3 separate regions of the Mus musculus genome follow, and all the other regions are linked to region 1. Evidence: chromatin contacts called from public Hi-C and HiChIP or PLAC-seq data. All regions are on one chromosome and are shown on one strand. The core of a region is the stretch at or near the end of the contact, and the rest is flanking DNA. Distances in the headings are between cores, read along the strand shown. Region 1 holds the start of Zfp384 (zinc finger protein 384). Region 2 holds the start of Ptpn6 (protein tyrosine phosphatase, non-receptor type 6). Region 3 holds the start of Cd9 (CD9 antigen).

The links. Hi-C and Micro-C count contacts between places; a contact is called where the count stands out from the background. HiChIP or PLAC-seq counts read pairs in DNA pulled down with a chosen protein or histone mark.
Region 2: a contact with region 1 is called in a Hi-C map of B cells, with 19 read pairs. The contact joins the promoter of Ptpn6 here to the promoter of Zfp384 in region 1. A contact is called at or near these places in 10 of 39 promoter capture datasets (the C10 cell line, cranial neural crest, frontonasal cranial neural crest and 6 more), 2 of 484 Hi-C or Micro-C datasets (B cells and embryonic stem cells), 9 of 115 datasets of contacts at active chromatin or transcription factors (the SCID.adh cell line, T-cell acute lymphoblastic leukemia, bone marrow-derived macrophages and 5 more) and 3 of 9 other capture datasets (adipose tissue, liver and pancreatic islet).
Region 3: a contact with region 1 is called in an H3K27ac HiChIP or PLAC-seq map of embryonic stem cells, with 5 read pairs. The contact joins the promoter of Cd9 here to the promoter of Zfp384 in region 1. A contact is called at or near these places in 1 of 39 promoter capture datasets (cranial neural crest) and 1 of 115 datasets of contacts at active chromatin or transcription factors (embryonic stem cells).

The regions. Positions count from the first base shown.
Region 1 is chr6:125,007,448-125,010,628 of GRCm38.p6, reverse strand. It overlaps Zfp384 (zinc finger protein 384), which reads right to left and starts at 1,391. Exons shown (of 12, transcript NM_001372420.1): 1 at 1,130-1,391; 2 at 189-248. It overlaps 4930557K07Rik (RIKEN cDNA 4930557K07 gene), which reads left to right. Exons shown (of 4, transcript NR_130997.1): 4 at 235-453.
Region 2 is chr6:124,731,773-124,734,743 of GRCm38.p6, reverse strand. Ptpn6 (protein tyrosine phosphatase, non-receptor type 6) reads left to right here and starts at 1,590. Exons shown (of 16, transcript NM_013545.3): 1 at 1,590-1,798; 2 at 1,884-2,006; 3 at 2,250-2,444. The coding sequence starts at 1,791.
Region 3 is chr6:125,493,414-125,496,609 of GRCm38.p6, reverse strand. It overlaps Cd9 (CD9 antigen), which reads left to right and starts at 1,850. Exons shown (of 8, transcript NM_007657.4): 1 at 1,850-2,036. The coding sequence starts at 1,971. It overlaps Gm26728 (a long non-coding RNA gene), which reads right to left and starts at 3,177. Exons shown (of 6, transcript XR_869432.2): 1 at 3,125-3,177; 2 at 709-846.

The sequences.
Region 1 (3,181 bases), core at 142-2,641:
CAATTTTTTACACAAAAACCTCCTGGGTACTATGGGAAACAATAAGAAAAGGCTTTTATCTCTCTCTCTGCAAGCGCTGGTGTTGGTTACTTCAATAATTCTATCACACTGTAAAGGAAAAAAAAAAAAGAAAAACCATTTGAGATGACCCCATCTCTCCCCAAATCATTAAACCAAGATTGTCTTACCCTCTCTCTCTCTTCCTCCTGTCGTCTTATTCCTTCTCCTTTCCAGGGCTCCTGAACTTTCTGGAAACAAAATTGTCTAGGTTACAGAGGCCAGTATGTAAAGGCCACCAGAGAACTGTGGAGAGCCTCACAAGTTGACTGTCAGCAATTTGGAAAGCGGACAGCTTCCCCAACCAACAATCCAAGGATGGAAGGGCTAGAGTCACAGGCGTTGAGTGACACCCACTAAGTGTACATAAGGGAAATAAAGCCAGTTCCCCAAAACTAAGATGAATTCTATTAGCAGCATTTGGGTTCCACTCCTGGGCTCAGACACTTAATTCTTCGTTCCCCCCAGGGCTACAGGGAACCAGGAGTCAGAGGTGAAGGAAGGTCCCTGCTCCTGGGAAGTGGCTTTAGAAAGCAAAGCTGAGGGTAGGGGGGATGCCCTAGCCCTGTGTCAGGCACAGTGCCAAGTTCGGGCCCAGCCACTTCCTCTAGCCTCGCCCCCCCAACCCCCCAACACACACACTTCAGCTAGGACTTCGCCCCCTTCCTACCCAAGGCCTTGTGCCAAGAAGTACTTCCTTCAACCTTCAGTGGTCTATATACTGGAGGCTCCCAGCTGTCCCCCTAAAACCTTCGCTCCCCCGAGACACCGAACCCGGTCCTTCCTCCCGATGTCAAGTCCCACTCCTTCCTCAAAGACCGGTCTCTGGGACGTCCCTCCTTCACCCCTCCAGGGAGCTGAACTCTGCCACCCACTAGACAGGCACCCGCCCCCTAAACCCCCCCCATTCCTCCTCAGCGCCCGCTCCTCCACCGCCGCCACTTCCGGTTCCGGGACAGTCGCACTCACAGTCCCATCGTGGACCCCCCCCTCCCCACTCGCCCGAGGTAAAGGGGGGGGGGGAGGAGCGAGGGGCAGCGGCGCGCACCGACTGCAGCGGCGCGACACTCACCAGGCGGCGGCGGCGGCGGCGACGCCAGCGCCAGAGCCAGCGCGCGGGAGGGGCGGCGGTCACCGGGGAAGGAAGGAGCCGAGGGAGCGGGAGGACCCGCGGGGCGCGGGCTCGGAACCGCGAGGCGGGGCTCGCCGGCATGCACCGCAGGCGCCAGACGGACCCCGACGCTCGGCCGGGCGGCGCGCGAGACACCCGCAGGGCGGGGGCGCGAGGCGAGGTGTGGGGGGGCCCCCGCCCTCCTGGACACTCACCCGGAAGTGGTGCTGCGGCTCGTGCTCCCGGGAACCCCGAGTCCTCCACGCCCACTCCCCCCCCACCCCCCCCAACAGCTTCAATGTGCAGTCGTTTCTCGGAGAAGGCGGGAGAGCCGGAAACGAAAACGGGGGGGGGGAGGAAAGTAGCGGGGGGAGGGCGGCAGCAGGAAAGGAAAGGGGGGGGAAACAGGTCAGAGTCCGAGTCACTTCCGAGAGCCGCTCGAGCACATCCGGTGCTGTTAGGGCTCGGACATCTTGAGGGCAGAAGTTACGACACGTAAGGGCGGAAGTAGCTCCTTACCCGGGGACCGGTGGAGCGCTCGGTGGATGTGACGCCCAAACCGGACGTGAAGGCAGCGTGTGTTAAAGGGCTGAAGCTGAGCATCAGGAGAGCGTTCCCGGGCTTCCGGAAGAGACCTCTGGGGAAGTGGGAGGATGGAAGCTAGACGGGTTCATGAATTATGCATCAAGACACTAAAGACAGTTTAGATCGCCCCTCTTTTTCTAGATTTGCTTTACTTTTATGTGCGTTTATCTGTGCCTATGCATGCCGTGTGTGTACAGGAGTTACCGCTACCTGCTTCCAGCTTCACTGTGTGCGATCTGGGAACCGAACCTCCGGTCCTCTGGAGGAGCGGCCAGCTGAGCCAACTCTTCACCATGCGGAATCCTTTTTGATTTATTTTTCGAGACAGGGTTTCTCTGTATAGCCCTGGCTGGCCTGGAACTCACTTTGTAGACCAGGCTGGCCTCGAACTCAAAAATCCCCCTGCCTCTGCCTGGGGTTAAAGGCGTGCGCCACCACGCCCGGCAAAGATTTATTTATTTTTTTATTTATTTGAGTACACTGAAGCTGTCTTCAGACACACTAGGAGAGGGCATTGGATCCCATTACAGATGGTTGTGAGCCATGATCGCTGGGAATTGAACTCAGGACCTCTGGCAGAGCAGTCGATGCTCTTAACCACTGAGCCATCTCTCCAGTCCGACCATGCGGAATCTTAAAAAGACGGGAGTCACAGCTCATTTCTTAATGGACTAGGTTGTTGTAGGACGTTACCCTTTTTTCTTGGATCTTCCCGAATGTCTTTTTGCTGAGCTAGAGTGGGGGAAACTAATTTCTTTGAATATTCAAGAAAGGTAAGAAGGCCCATAGTTGTTTGAGGTTTCGGGATCGGTGCTATCAAAGTTCAATCGGTCTTCCTCTGACCACTCCGTTACTCTTTTCACTTTGGTCTTTTCTTTTTGCCAACACCCACATCTCTTATCTTCTTACCGGGTTTTAATTCTAAGTACAACATTCAGCGTACCTGCTGTTGTTTACAGCTCACCTGGTGTTGTTGCCCAGCTCCATAAGGGCAAGGACTTTGAATTGCTCCCGATGGTATCACCAGATCCCAGAATTTGTTAAGCATTCCAGTAAACGTTTGATACGTAAATGAACATTATAAACTATTGCAGGAAACTCCCTGATTGCTGCAACCCAAAGGGTTTTTTTAATTTTTCATAGCATTTACTGTGTTTTTGTCGTTTGTTTGTTTGTTTTTGAGACAGGGTTTTTTTTGTGTGTGTGTAGCCTTGGCTATCCTGAAACTCTCCCTGCAGACCAAGCTGCCCTTGAACTCAGAGACCCATCTGTCTGCCTCTGCCTCCCGTGACCCAGCTATGTCTCTGTCTTCGAGACCGGAGCTTACTTTGGTGTATTTAAAACTGGCCTTGAACCCTTGATCCACTTTCCTCCACCTCCTAAGTAGTAGGATTTTTGAGATCTCTTAGTCTATTGCTTTTACTGTTA
Region 2 (2,971 bases), core at 341-2,840, 280 kb after region 1:
TGTTACCATCGAGCCGCATCATTCAGTTTTAAAGAAGTGTAAGGGAGCCAGATGTGGTGGCAACCTCCAGCTACTGGAGAGGTGGAGGCAGGGAGATTACAAATTCAAGGCTACAGAGTGAGTTCCAGATTAGCCTGGGCAATTTAGCTAGACCCTATCTCCAAAAAAGTAAAAAGAGAACTAACAGGGGGTGTGACTCTGTGGTTGAGCCTTTGCCTTGCGAGTTTGAGGTCCTAAGTTCAAACCCTAGGACTGCAGAAGTGTGAAGGGAATCAAATGAATAAGGAAAAGAAATAGGGTGGAAGATGTACACTGCCCAAGGATGCCTGCCCAAGGATGCTCCTCACACTGTTTAAGGGACTGAGAGTCTGGGTTGGTTTTGTTGTTCTTGTTGTTGAAACAGGTCTCACTATATAGCGCTAGATATCCTGGAACTCACTGTATAGACCAAGTTGGCCTCAAACTCACAGAGAGCTGCCTGCCTATGCCTCCCAAGTGTTGGGATTAAAGGCATGGGTTACCATGCCCAGCTAGGACTGGGGTTCTAATTTCAGTATTATAAAACAAACAAACAAACAAACAAACAAACAAACCAAAACTAACCAATCAAAACACCTCAGACAATAAACCCTTAAAAGATATAAGGTGCTCTGTCCCATCTCCCTTCTCCAGCAGCCTGTGTCCCTTGCTAAGGAAGATACCAATATAAATTGGGCAGCTTGTTTCCCCTCTGGTCTTGGCTTGGTAGTATTTGCATCTTTTTTTGTATTCATCCTGGGGTTTACATACACAAGGTCCCATAAGCCTGAAGGCTGAGCGCTCCTAAAGTTTAAAGCCCTCCCTGTGAGCGTCTGCCCTTGTTGGGACCCTGGCCATAAACCCTAACCTTTAGGAGATACCTTCCCACCCCACCCCTCCCTGCTGACAGTCAGGGTATAGGAAGGAGGCCTAGGCCCATGATGACAGAGCTGCACAAGGTTGCTTTGTGGGGGCTCTCAGCTGTGATGATAGCATCTCCTTTGGACAAGGAGTCTATTGACTACTGTTCTTTGGGTCCTGAGGGCTGGCAAGCAGAATTCAAAAGTCATTGGCTTTGAAACTATTTAGGTCTGAATCCTGCAACTCACTAAGGGTAAGACCTGGGGGCAATTCCTCAAACTTCTTGGCCTCAGTTTCCTTGTCTGTGAAGTGGGGATAAAGATAGTGCCTGAGGAATGAGGCCCTGGTGACCTGTAACTCACAGGAGGCATGAAAATGACATTGTAGCAATGAGTCTGGCAGGCTGCGACACTCCATTAAATGACGGTGCCACTGCACACGATCATTATTAGACTGTGCCTAAGAATAATTCTGAGTAGAGGCAGCTGCTGGAGGAGGAAGGGTTGACCTGATAATGTGGATATTCACTGTGCGTGACTCTTGACCTGCCACACGTGTGCCTTACCTCTTGAGTCATGAATATTTACTGCCTTGCCCCTGTGCCTTTGTTGGCAGACTGTGGGAAGTGGGCCCTCCCCCACCCTGCCACCCTCCAGCTCCTCTTCCCTCGCTCTGAAAAGAGAAGTTCTAGTGAGTTCCCCTAAGGGGTCGGCCGCGCCCCTTCCTGTCTCCGCCCTGCTGGCTGCCCCAGGCCAGTAGAGTGGTAGCCCGGGGAGCAGGACTGCAGGTTGGCTTTGGAGGCCTGGGCTCTGAGAGCCTTGCCTGAGGCTCATCTCTAGAGTTTGTACGTGCCTGCCCAGACAAACTGTTCCCTCCACATTTTCTGCAGCCAATTCAGTGAGAACCCCAGGATGGTGAGGTAAGGGCCTGGGACCCATGGAGGATAGGAAACAAGGGTGGCTGGAGCCCTGGGGATATTCCCTCACTGCCCTGTGCACTTTTAGGTGGTTTCACCGGGACCTCAGCGGGCCTGATGCAGAGACCCTGCTGAAGGGCCGGGGAGTCCCTGGGAGCTTCCTGGCTCGGCCCAGCCGCAAGAACCAGGGTGACTTCTCCCTCTCAGTCAGGTGGGTGGCCCTCCCTGCACCTTGGCAGCTCATTGTGTGGGTCCGGAGCATTCCTGGGTTCCCTGGGTTGTGTTGTCTCCTCATGATACATTTCTTCCCTTCTGTCCCTGCCTGTCGCCCTAGCATGTGCCCATAACTGTCTATGTCTACTCCATGCCTATGTGCTTTTGCATCGAGACCCCTGTCCCCCCAAGCCCACCCCGCTGCTGCTCATGTATCTCACTACCTGGTGGTGCCTCGCAGGGTGGATGATCAGGTGACTCATATTCGGATCCAGAACTCAGGGGACTTCTATGACCTGTACGGAGGGGAGAAGTTTGCGACGCTGACAGAGCTGGTCGAGTATTACACGCAGCAGCAGGGCATCCTGCAGGACCGAGATGGCACCATCATCCACCTTAAGTACCCACTGAACTGCTCGGACCCCACCAGTGAGAGGTGAGGGGCATTGCAGGTTGGCCCTGTCCCTTGAGATAAGTGGACATCCAGACCAGGTGTCCTTCTGTTCCCAGTCCGTTCTTCATCCCTGATCTTCCACACCTGTTCTCTCAGTGTTCTCAGCCTCTTCCCTCTGTAGGCTGATGATTCCCATGTATCTAACCAATCCCCTGTCCCCTGAGGAAGCCAGAGAAGGGTTCCCCTTGCCTTCCTGCAGGGTTCCTGCTGCCTAGCAACCTCATCCTGAGAGTAACAGAGAGGCCACTCCTTGTCTCTGGTGTTTCTCATCAGGTCGGCCCTATTACTAGAAAGCTTGTCCTACCATGGAACTCTGGTGCCTTCTTCCAGCCCTCTACACAGCCTGGGGCTCTAGGTCCCTGTCTTAATAAGGTCTTAGAGGTCCACTGGTACTGGGGTACTCAGGGACTTCTCTCAGCATCACACTGAGGTGGGGCTGGACAGAGCTTGGTGAAAGCAAGGTCGCTGAGGTGGTCACAGGTAGAGAAGGGCCCAGGCTTATCTGACTT
Region 3 (3,196 bases), core at 601-3,100, 490 kb before region 1:
ATAGGTCCCAAACTGGTCACACCCCCTAACGGAGCTCCATTTTTCATTTTACCTAACCGCACCTCCTCAAATGCATTCGGATTTTCTGTCCAGTGCCCCAAGGTTTTACACCAGGGAGTGGAGATACAAACAAGGGTCCCTAACCGCACAGCACTTGCAGGCTGCCCTCTTGTCCCGTGCCCACACACAGTCAAGGGGTTCACCTGACACTCCCGGGGTTCACCTTCACTCTCAGAGGACAAGGTCCTCACCAGCTCTCTCCAGAAGACCACGGGAGCCCCAGCTCTGCCAGGCTTCCCTGATTGTAACACTTACTTTGTGAGAGCTCTCAAGAGACCCCTAAGTTGACCACACACACCCTCCAAGTCTCCTGCCTGCGTCCTTCTTCCAACTCCTAAGCTGCTTCAGGGAAGACAGAATGTGTTGCTTTCGACTCCTGTTCCCCAGTGAAGAACCTTTCTAAACTAAACTGTGGGAAAAAAAAAAAAAAGGTTTTTAACTGGGTCTATTAATGAATCAGTCTACTTACTGATAAATAGTGAAGCCAGTCTACTGATAAACAGTAAAACAAGAGCTGTGCTATGCTAACAGAGCTGGGTTTGCTATGTGAAAAAGTTTCTTGTTTTTATTTTTTGTTTTTGGGGACCGGGTCTCCTGTGGCGTTGGCCTCCAACGTACTTTAACCCAGGAAAAAAAATTTTAACTCACATTCTTTTTGCTTTCTGATATTTTCTGATGTTTCTGTAATAAGTACGGTTTGCTTTTGCAATGAAGAATGCTAAGGAAACTTCCTGCAGGGGTGAGGAAGAGAAAACTGTAAAGGATATTGAGAAGGGCCTCTTCACCCTGTTGAAAAAATCAAGAAAGAATTTAGAGAGTCACAGAGCAGGACGTGGTGGCCTGAACCGCTCTGGCAGGAGGACTGGAGTTGAAGATAGCCTGAGCTACATAAGCAAATTCCGGGTCAGTAGGTCTACAAACGGCTAAATCCTACTTCAAAAGAAATGAAATCGCTGGGCGTATTGGCACATCCCAGCAGAGGCAGACAGATCTTTATGAGTTCAAGGCCAGCCTGGTTTACACAGGGCGTTCCAAGCCAGATAGGACAGCATAGTAAGACTCTGTCTCAAAATAATAATAGATTTAAATAAAAAAAATAATAAAGCACAATAGAATTTTCACAAGGAGGCAGGGCGGCCAGCATACACCCCTGCAGGCATGGAGGCGCAGCAGAGTAGGGGTGTGGCATCAGGTGTGGCAGGGAATGAACGGAGTAAATACAGGATGAAGAAGGGTTTCAACTCAAGTCTCTGAACGTAGAAAGTTTCTGAGCAAAGTAGAACTGCTCAGATTAGCACCTAGAACATTCTAGCGGCCACCGTGCTCAACTAAGTGCGTTCAGTCCAGAAAGGTTTACAAGGAGGTGTCAGAGAGAACGCAAGCCAGGCAAATAGGGGCTCGCAGACTTGCCTCGGGAATCTGAAAAGGTTCTTAAGATTACATGGCCCTTGGGGGTCTTCCAACGTGAGCTCTTATGCAGAGCCCAGGATGAACTAGGATGAACGGGAAAGGCGAGGCCGGCACTTAACTCCCCGTAAAAGAAGTCGGGTACGGAGGTCCGGAAAGACCCCGAGACGGTGGGAAGAAGGAAGATGGAGGGAAAGAGGATCTTAGAAACCAGACGGCAAAAGTTAGGTGCAGAGAGAGCTCTGCACTGAGGGTGAAACCGAAGTCCCAGAACCTGGGTCTGGGGAGGGGATTAGAGCATGGGCGGGGCAGGTGGGCCGGGGGGCGGGGTCGGCATCCCTCCGCACATGCGCATAGCAGCTGGCCGAGCGCCGTAAGGAGTGGCACTTTTTAAAAGTGGAGCCTCAGGCCAGCCCCTAGCCGCAGCGTGTCTCAGTCGGTTGTCGAGTCCCTTCTGTCCCAGTCGTTCGTGCCTCTTGTCCCACGCAACTCCAGCTTGTACCATGCCGGTCAAAGGAGGTAGCAAGTGCATCAAATACCTGCTCTTCGGATTTAACTTCATCTTCTGGGTGAGTGAGAGGCGACTGTCGGCGCGCTCCTCTCCGAGGCCACCTGTTCTCAGGCCCGAGACGGCGTCCGGGGCGGAGAGTGTCCCGGCGGCCGAGAGCGCCGGGAGCCGCTGGTACTGCGCGCGCCAGGCGGACTCCGGGCGAGTAGAGAAAGGCGCAGCGGCTGCCAGCTGGCCAGGCGGGACTGGCAGGTGGGCGGGAGGAGCAAGTGGGTGGGAGAGCCGAGGGTCCTGGTGGCTCCGGCTGTGCACTTCGCTCCCGGGTCCTTCTACCGCCGAGTATTTGAGATGGGCTCTGTGCCTGCTCCCACCCGGAGCACCCCCGAGTGTGAGAGAGGAGTGAGGGAGGAGCGGAGCAACCTTTTCGAGTAACTCGATGCCCTCCCCGGCCCGCAAGGCTCCTTGCCAGCAGGGCAGTCGAGCGTCTCCCACTTCGGTGGTCCCACAAGTGACAAGGGGTGCTACGGAGGGAGAGGAAGTGGGTGTGGGGAGTCTTCCCTGCACCTGGAGGTCGGACATTCCTTGTTTAGGACCTGAACTCTCAACTGAAAACGTCCATGCCTCTCTCTAAGCTACCTGAAAGACTAGATTGTCTTGATTCTTTTTCAAGAGCGATAACTATCTTGGCTGTAGAGAACTCTGGGAGAGTTAAGAGAAAAGAAGGCGGGGAAGGTGCCTATTGGCGCCTCTAGATGGGATAAATCCGGTGTTTCTGCATTTCCCAGGTAATCAGGTACTGCGGGCTTGAAGCCTCGCTCTAAAAATGTCCAGGTGGGGCCAAGGGGAATGGCCGTTCACCTGCAGAGGGTCCAGAGGCAGGTGCTAGTAGACTCTACAGATGGGCCTCTGGGTAGGGCAACAAGAGAGTGTCCACTCTCCCAAAACTCAGGGACAGAAGCAAGGAAATACACGGAAGACCCTTTTGTCCTGATTCTGAGAGGGCACACTCCCAAACACAAATGGACGGAATTTGCTCCCAGGCAATCAGGAAAGAGCTTAACTAGGCAACTCCTGTGCCACCAGAGACTTTGAACAACAACAACTAAAAAGTCCACTATTCCCTTTGGAGCTGGCCACCGGGATGCTCACCATCTTCCAGCAACTGTAAGGTTTAATACTCTCCAGGGTTGCTTGGAAGTGTTGCACAACCTGCAGAGACTG